Regions from separate parts of the Mus musculus genome. Here region 2 is linked to region 1. Evidence: chromatin contacts called from public HiChIP or PLAC-seq data. All regions are on one chromosome and are shown on one strand. The core of a region is the stretch at or near the end of the contact, and the rest is flanking DNA. Distances in the headings are between cores, read along the strand shown. Region 1 holds the start of Vdac1 (voltage-dependent anion channel 1). Region 2 holds the start of Irf1 (interferon regulatory factor 1).

What was found. HiChIP or PLAC-seq counts read pairs in DNA pulled down with a chosen protein or histone mark.
Region 2: an H3K4me3 HiChIP or PLAC-seq map of embryonic stem cells shows a contact between it and region 1, with 4 times the contacts expected there. The contact joins the promoter of Irf1 here to the promoter of Vdac1 in region 1. A contact is called at or near these places in 2 of 115 datasets of contacts at active chromatin or transcription factors (embryonic stem cells and pancreatic cancer cells) and 1 of 9 other capture datasets (embryonic stem cells).

The regions. Positions count from the first base shown.
Region 1 is chr11:52,358,480-52,362,587 of GRCm38.p6, reverse strand. Vdac1 (voltage-dependent anion channel 1) reads right to left here and starts at 1,737. Exons shown (of 9, transcript NM_011694.6): 1 at 1,436-1,737. It overlaps Gm51894 (a long non-coding RNA gene), which reads left to right and starts at 4,006. Exons shown (of 2, transcript XR_003949674.1): 1 at 4,006-4,097.
Region 2 is chr11:53,768,295-53,772,402 of GRCm38.p6, reverse strand. It overlaps Irf1 (interferon regulatory factor 1), which reads right to left and starts at 2,389. Exons shown (of 10, transcript NM_008390.2): 1 at 2,125-2,389; 2 at 1,028-1,119. The coding sequence starts at 1,114.

The DNA of each region.
Region 1 (4,108 bases), core at 488-2,987:
TGTGTGCCAAGTGGTCCCACCCAAGTCCCTGAAGACAAGCCTGAGTTTGGCCCTTCAGTTTTGTCAGTCCCGAGAAAAGCAGGCAGGCCCTCCGCAGTTATGCCTGGCTTGCTAGTAAACAAGCCGGAGTTAAGCCCCTCACCCATATCTCTGGTCAAGGAAAGAGAAGTTTTGGACAGCACACACCTGAGCTAAGCCCACACTCTTCCTGCATTCTGGGTCTGCAGTCAGATTTAGTGCTCCAGCCTGACAGCTGTCAATCTGCAAACTGACAGTGTCTCGTGAATTATTCTCCAATGACTCAATACCTGGTGCTGCACAAATGCTTGCTTCTGACATTAGTAATAATGGCATTAAAATAATACGCCTGTATATTCATGGAGTCCCTTCCTGTACACCATGTGGAATAAAAAATAAAATAAAATAAAAGTCTGTGGAGGATGAGTTCAACCCTCCCCAAAAGCTCCTAGGTCTCCTAGGCAAATGTCAAGGTTTCTAAGGTGTCCTTGTGCATGCCCCAAGGCTTCGTGTTAATCGGATCATTTTATTCTTTCCCCCAAACTCAGTGAAGTGTATATAATTGCTCCTATTTCGCAGATGAGAAGATTGAAGTTTTAAATCTTCCTACCAGTGTGACCTTGGACAAACCGTGTAGAGTTGCGGGCCTCCAATCTGATGTCAGGCCCTGAAAACAGTTTCCAGAATGCACAGTTGCATTTGGCGACACAGAACACGGACTCCGTCCCCGAGGCCAAGGAGGCCAAGCGTATGGCTCCCTATGGGGTCTCGCTCTCAGTCCAGGCCCAGGTCCCTGTTCCTGCGGCCTAAGTCCACTCAGGGCAGCCCGTTCCGCCCGGGAAGACACTGGCATGCGCGGGAGGGACCCGGCGCCACCTACTCCGGGCGTGGGCCGGCTAGGGCGTGTAGGGGCTGGGGGATCCAGGGCATGGCCGTGCCTGGAGTTCGTCCTCTCGGCGGAGGAAGCTGGGTCTGCACAGGCCCTTGGAGCTGGTGGGGAAGGGCTTGGGCCGTGGGAGGGTCTCTACCAGATCCACACCGACGGGATCTAGAGCCAGAGGGCGCCGCCGGGAAGGTCACCTAGACCCGCGGCCCGCCGGGCCTCCACGCGGCCGCCCTTGCCCTTCCGCTCCTCGCATGTTCGAACCGCCCCTGGCTTCCAAATGCAGGTGCTCTGAACGCTCGAGCTAGAATCTGGGAGATCCGCTCTGCGCCCGCCCTCCAGGCCTCCTCTACAAGCCCGCTGCCCCTCCAGGCCCGCAATGATCGTCCCTGGTTCACCCTTCCCGGGGCCAAGCGCTTAGGCCCAGCGCCCTCGCCCGAACCTCCCTCGATCGCCTCCCTGGAGACTTCCCAGGAGCGCGACCCGAGGCCCTGGGGACTCAGGCATAGCCCAGGCCCTCTCCGCTGCGCCTACCTCGGAGGCGGTGACGGCGGGAGCAGCGGCAGCTACGGCGGGGGTTGCGGCGAGGAGGCTGGGAGCGCAGCGAACGGGCCGAGGGCGGAGCGGCGCAGATCGCGGCGGCGCGGACACGCCCCAGCTCTGCGCGCCGGACCCCGAAGCTCCGCCCTCGGCTCCACCCCGGACAGCGCCCAGACCAGTCTCGGGGTCTTCTTCCCACTCGCGAGCCGCGCTCTCGCCCTCTGCGGCTCTGTGATCATGTGTGGCCGCGCGTAAAGGCCTGCGTGCACTCTGGCACGGGGCGATAGGGAGGCGTGGGTCTGACGTGCGTGAGGTGTGTGCGTGCGCGGGGACACGCGGGTCACTGTTGCAGCCTCCAGGCTGCTGGAAGCATTTGGGAAGAGGGGGAGGGGAGCTTCCGGCACACAGAGCGGTGGCCTAGGGACCTCAGCGGATAGTGTCGCCGGAGTCGCCGAGGCTGCAAGTCACTCGGAGGCCCAGTGGGGACACTGGGCTCTGGAAGTGGCGCTGTATAGGTCAGAGCGGCTACTGTCCCCTCTGCTCCAACCTTGATTTCCGGAGCCTGCGACACGCCCGCGTGCGTCAGCGAGTCAGTTGCAAATTAAACTCTCCCGAGAGCCGGCTCCGCACTGTAAAGTTGCGTGCAATCTTCCCTAGTGTCAAAGCCTCTTTCCGCCATTTCCCAAGCATTTAAGAAATTAAAAAAGACAAAGTGGGTTTGTGAGACTGCGGAGTCTCGCTACGTGAGGTCACGCGGGTTCTGGATGTCTGCTTTCCTGCAGTGTAGAGAGGGCGGACACTTTTTCCCAGCCTGGTCTCAGCACGTGGCCTCCTGCCCTGTTGAGCGTGCCACACCAAGACTAACCAAATCAGGTTTGGAGAGTTTGTGAAATCACATGTGAGTGAAGACTTCACACCCTTTGCCTTCTACTAACAGACGTCCGAGGAGAATTCAGGCATTTGGGGTCCAGTAGAGGAGACGCCAGGTGGTTGCTCACAACCTGCTGTAGCTGAACAAGACAGCTGGGCATCCGCAGCCACTCTAGATTGAAAATGCTGTTCCGTGGGCTAAAGGAAGGGAACCAAGAGAGAGAGAGGCCGAGGAGAGGGAATGTAAGGGGGCCTAAGCCCATATCTAGTTAAGACTATGAGGGAAAGCCCTTCGAAATAGAATGTGGGCAAACAGATAGCTCCGTGGTACAGGGCTTGCTTTGCATTAGAAAGAACCTGTTCCCAAGTCTGCAGCTCTATCTACCCGGCAACAAACACCCAGCCCATTCCCGGAGTTAAAGCCAGGCAGGGAAAGCTGCTGAGTCACAGGGGCGTACAGGGAGGCAGAGTCGGAAGGACAAGACCTGGGGACACAAGATTTGTCTCCAAGAATCTTAACACTTGACCCAGAGCCCTGATGCCCAGGGCTGTGTGTCGTGGGTGGGCAGAAAGTCTGGCTTCTCGGAACTTCGCCCTGAGAGTCTTTCTTGGTTTTTTTTTTTGTTTTGTTTTATTTTTTGGGTTTTTTTTTTGTTTTTGTTTTTTGTTTGTTTGTTTGTTTGTTTTTTCCCGAGACAGGGTTTCTCTGTATAGCCTTGGCTGTCCTGGAACTAACACTGTAGACCAGGCCGGCCTCGAACTCAGAAATCCGCCTGCCTCTGCCTCCCAAGTGCTGGGATTAAAGGCGGTGTGCGCCACCTCCGTTCAGCGCCCTGGGAGTCTTGGTTTTAATTTAAAATGAATGGAGATGCAGAGGACTGGTAAGGCACTTACCTAAAACTCAGCGAGTGGCTTGTGTCACTTTTGCTGGGGAGACAGACAGCTATTTGCGGTAGAGAAGGCACAGATGACAGATTAAAGAATTCCACCCAAAGTCTACGTCGGCAAACCAGGGAAAGTGTTTAATTTATTTACAAGGTAACTCAAGGTAACTAAAAAGATCACCCCAAAGGCCCCCAACTAACAAACCTGCATGCATCCCTGGACCAATGCATGACTTATCAGCAGCTCAAGAGTTCCCTCTCCAGCAACTGTTGACTAGAGGGACCTCGTGAGTCCGATAGCTGGACTTCCCAAGCCATGTATGTTTTGGGTTTTGTTTGTTTGTTTGTTTGTTTGTTTTTAACTTTCTAGTGCTGAGGACTGAACCTGACTTTTATGAATCTCTTTCCTTCCAGAAGGGAAGGTTTTAAATCCAAAGAATTAGCCACACAAGAAAGGCAAAGAAAATCAGCCAGAATAGGGAGGAGACCTGGGAGCCCCTGGGATTGAAATCCAAGTGCACCAGAAATGTTATTCATTGATCTTTCTTCCCAGTCACAGCCTGCAGGGAGGGGAAAAGCAAGTCACCTTTTTTTTTTTTTTTTTAAACTGGACTCTGCCCAGCCTCCCCTCTACGGAGTCTGCCAAAGCTGATTGGCCTGAGACAGAAAACCTGATCCAAGCCTGGCCAGTCGGGTTCTTACTTGCAGATTCAAATTAAGAAATCCAGAAGCTTTAGGGAAACAGCAGGATGTCCTGAGTCTGCCAACTCCTCCGGCAGGCTTGCATCTCTGTTGGCCCAGAAAAGCAAGCAGAACACTGTGCAGTTGCAAGACGCTTTGAGCTCATTTCCTCATGGATCCCCCTCCTGAGTTTGGGGTCCCCAGAGCTACTTCAGTTCCATGTGAGTCCAGA
Region 2 (4,108 bases), core at 1,140-3,639, 1.4 Mb before region 1:
CCTATGTAATATTGCCCTACTCTTCTCCCCTTAGGTAAGACATAAAGAGAAAAGGTTTGTGTATGTGTGGGGGTGGGTGGGTGGGGGACTGTTTGTTTTTAATAAAAAGTATGTATGGGAACAACAGCCACCATGAGTTAAGTTTTTTTTTAGTTCTGTTTTTTAAATTTTTATGCGTGTATTGTGAGTGTGTGTGTGAGAGAGAGAGAGAGAGAGAGAGAAAGAGAGAGAGAGAGAGGAGAGAGAGATACAAGCCAGGGCACTTATGTACAGGTCAGAGGCCAACCTCCTACCATGAGAGGACTCTAGGGATCAAAGTTAGGCCTTCAGGCTCACTGGAAGGTGGTGCCTTTACCTGCTGAGCAAGCTCACCAGCCCCAAGATCCAGGAGGCTCTTACCACCACCACTCTTGTTACTGCTGGTTAACTGTATACTATTTCAATCAAGTTGGTTCAAGTTGGTCTTGGGTTTCACACTTTTTACATGACTTTGTAATCTACCTTAAAGTGCCTCAGTTTCCTTACGCGAGACCCATCTCACAGGATTACTATGCCGGTTAAAATGCACAATTTGGTAACATATCAAAAAAGGTGCCAAGCACATATTAATTATCACCAATGCTACTGCTGCTGCTATACTGCCATGCATGCCAGCTGTGGCTTCTTGGGTCTCCTACGTAACTAGTCCCGTTCCTAACCACTATCGACTGCTTTTCTGTCTGTCTTGTCTATCCAACTGGAGCCATGTAAGACTTATGTATACAGTGTTTCTCTTGGAAGAGAGAGGAACCCAGGCTCTGCAGAAGCTGAGAAGTTTTGGTGCTGAGGACTGTACCACTAGGAGGGTGAGCTGGCCACAGCTTCAGGAAGGAAGAAGCAGGAGGCAGAAGTCAGACCTTGCACGTTCTGGCATGCAGCACCCACTGGGAAATACATTTTCCTGCTCTCTTAACGTTCACTCATGAAATTTGGCGCCCCAAGAGAACATGCATTAAACAGTGGCAGGAATACGCAGGATAACACTCACTTTATTGATCCAGATCAGCCCTGGGATTTGGTTGGAATTAATCTGCATCTCTAGCCAGGGTCTCATCCGCATTCGAGTGATTGGCATGGTGGCTGGAGGGAAAAGACAGAGGCCTGTGTTTGGAGTCTGTTAAACAACCCTGGGCACTGCCCTGCTCCACCCAAGGCCGCTCGCTCAATTACCTTCTCCTGTCCTCACACCCAGGTCATTACCCTCCCCCACTCTCCTGCCATCAGCCAGGTACCCAGGTCATAGATTAGGGACCCTGAAGTAGAATGAAACTCTCCAGCATCATGGGCAAAGCCACCTGCCCATTCTTTTCAGTCTCTCCCAGTCAGTCTCAGGAATAAACAACCAAGCAAGTCTGGATGGATGGATGGTTGCAGGATATATGTGCAAAAAAAAAAAAAAAGCCAAAAGACAGACATCTCAATGACAGAACTTTTCTCTCAAAATTCAATCTTTGGAAGAAGGAAGGGACTACTTTTGCTTGTCACCCCCAGCCCTGCACCTTCCAGGCTGTGCAAGCAAGCAAGTCAACCTCCATCTCGGGCACTTCTACCCACCCACTCCAATCCAGTCTATGTCCCCTCTTGACAGCCAGTGCCCACAACATACAGGCTGGGGCGCAACCCCTTCCGGCCTGGTTTCCCCTGCTGTTAAGAGAAGTGGCGCAAGCAACACCTGTGGCACCTCCTCCCGAAAGCCCAGTAGTTCACGACCCGGTCCAGCCAGTCAAGGCAGCGAGCCAACCTCTGCACCGAACACTGCGCGTCCGAAAGCAAGAGCTGGGAGCCAAGCTGCGACCGCCAAAAGTGCGCGCAGGCGGACATCCGAGTCCCCCGGCGCTGCTCGCGGGTGCGCGCGACGGCCACTCTGGGCTACCAAGAGGCCCCGCAGCGGCTCCGCGCACGCAGACCGCCGAGCGCGGCCAGAGGGCGGTGCACGCCGCGGCCCGCCTCCCGCCCGCTTGCAGCGCCCTCCCGAGCCAGCGCGCCACCGCGACCCAGGGTGTCTCTGGCCCCCACTTCCTGGTGTCCCGTGCGCCTTTTGTTCCACGGCACCCGTCGGTGCCCGCGCAGCTCCGGCGAGCTCACCTTTGCTGCAGGAGCGATTCGCAGAGGGTGCCGGAGAGCGAGGCACGGAGTTGCGGTGTAGGTACGCGATGCGCGCACGAAGCGAAAGATGCCCGAGATGCTGGGGTCCCTCTGGCCACCTCGGCTGACCTCGGCGCAACTCGGCCCGGTTCGGTTCGGTTCGGTTCGGTTCGGTTCGGCTTAGACTGTGAAAGCACGTCCTACCTCGACGAAGGAGTGGTGCGCACTGGCGAGTCCGCGGCGCCGCGAAGAAATCTAAACACTTAGCGGGATTCCCCGGCCCGGACTCGGCCACGCCCCCGCCGCGCCGCTCCTGCGCGCCCATTGGCCCACTCGGCCTCATCATTTCGGGGAAATCAGGCTGTTGTAGAGCTAAGCGGCGAAGGGGAAGTACAAGGCAGCTGTGCTCCCCACCCCCTCGGGCCCGCGCCACCGCCCCGGGGCTACCGCGGGCCCGCCCCTTGCTCCACTCCACTCCCCTGCCCCCTTGCCTGTCTTGGAAAGCCGAGACCGTCCCCCTCTTTCTGCAGACTCCCAGCCTGCTGGCTCCTATGATGGTCTTCCCCTTCTCCACGGGAGACACCTAACTCCCTATGTCTCTAGAACACCTGATTCCCTCTCCAGAAGGGTCCCCGGGACTAAATCACCCTCAAAATCAGTCTGGTAATGAAGTGTCAAGAAGGGAGAGATTATGTCCCTGTACCGCCTTACTTGCCACTTGGCTGCTCTGGGAAATTGAGGCAGAAGGCCTAACTTGGAAATACGGGGCAGTAGGAACTCCCAGCCTGGACTCTGCAGGGCCAGCCGTTGAAGGACTCAAGGACTCCGTAACCATAAAATGTCAATAGCTCACTTGCTAGTCTGAAGTGATGGGGGAACACCTTGTCCTTATGGGGAGAGATGATGTGTTTGCTTACATGGGCACAAGATGCGGGTGTGCTTTCCTGTGCCACACGAGGTTCTAGCTAGCGGTGACCAAGGCGACCCTTATTCCTTGGGACTACCTAACACCAAAGAAGTGGATAAAATTCCGAAGTGGCCGTGGTTCCTTCTATGACACCTACTTCAGCTCTCCATCCTCGACGTAGCCCTAGGGAGAGAGTTCCTCTCTGATAGTCTTGAAGTCATTTCTGAGTCCCCAAAGCCTGGCTCTGGAGAAGTTCTGGGCAGCATAGGGAAATTGTGGCTAAGGGGGGACCCAGGTCCCAAGGGGATGGCAAGGGCAGCGGGTTAACTGGTGTTCACGAGTAAACCTTGCCAGTTTGTTCTTTCTCTTAGCGGCTGGGCTAGTGTATACATGTTCCATCTCCGAACTCTGGCCCCTCAGGCTTCTTCATTCGCTTCCTCGCAGCTTCTGACTCACAAGTACATCAGTCCTCTACCGTGTCATTCTCTTGTGTCACCTTCCTCACCCTAGCTGTCCGTCTAGGACAGCACCCAGTTTGAATGTTGCAAGCTGTAATACACACATCAATGGACGATTGTACCTGTAACGTCACTGCCTCATAGACGAGCTAGGAGATTCAAGGTGGCAGGAGGATTTGGAAGGAGGAATTGAGACTCTAGAATAAATACGGAGGTATTTGAAGTCGCAAATTAAGAGAATCACTAGAGACCAGGGCCTTCTGATCACATGACTCTGAATCTGACACCTGCTCTCTGTGCAACAGATGTATACTTGCTCTGTGGAGACACTCTGACCAGCCAATGGAAAATTCAAAATGAGATTAGGGAGAGAAACTTTGTAACTCTTGAAGCCCACAGAGACCCTACTGAAAGCAACCAGAGACTACAAATTACATCAAAATAACTGTGTGGGTATACATAATGAAAGTCAGCCTGTGTCCTGGAATGTCCATATGCAGCCTTGTTAGTGATGGGTACCTGTTTTCTGTCATAAGGATAAATAAAAATTTACCCGATAGATAAATACCCTGTTGTAGGACATTTAGGTTATTTCCACCTTTTCCCAATAGAGACAACA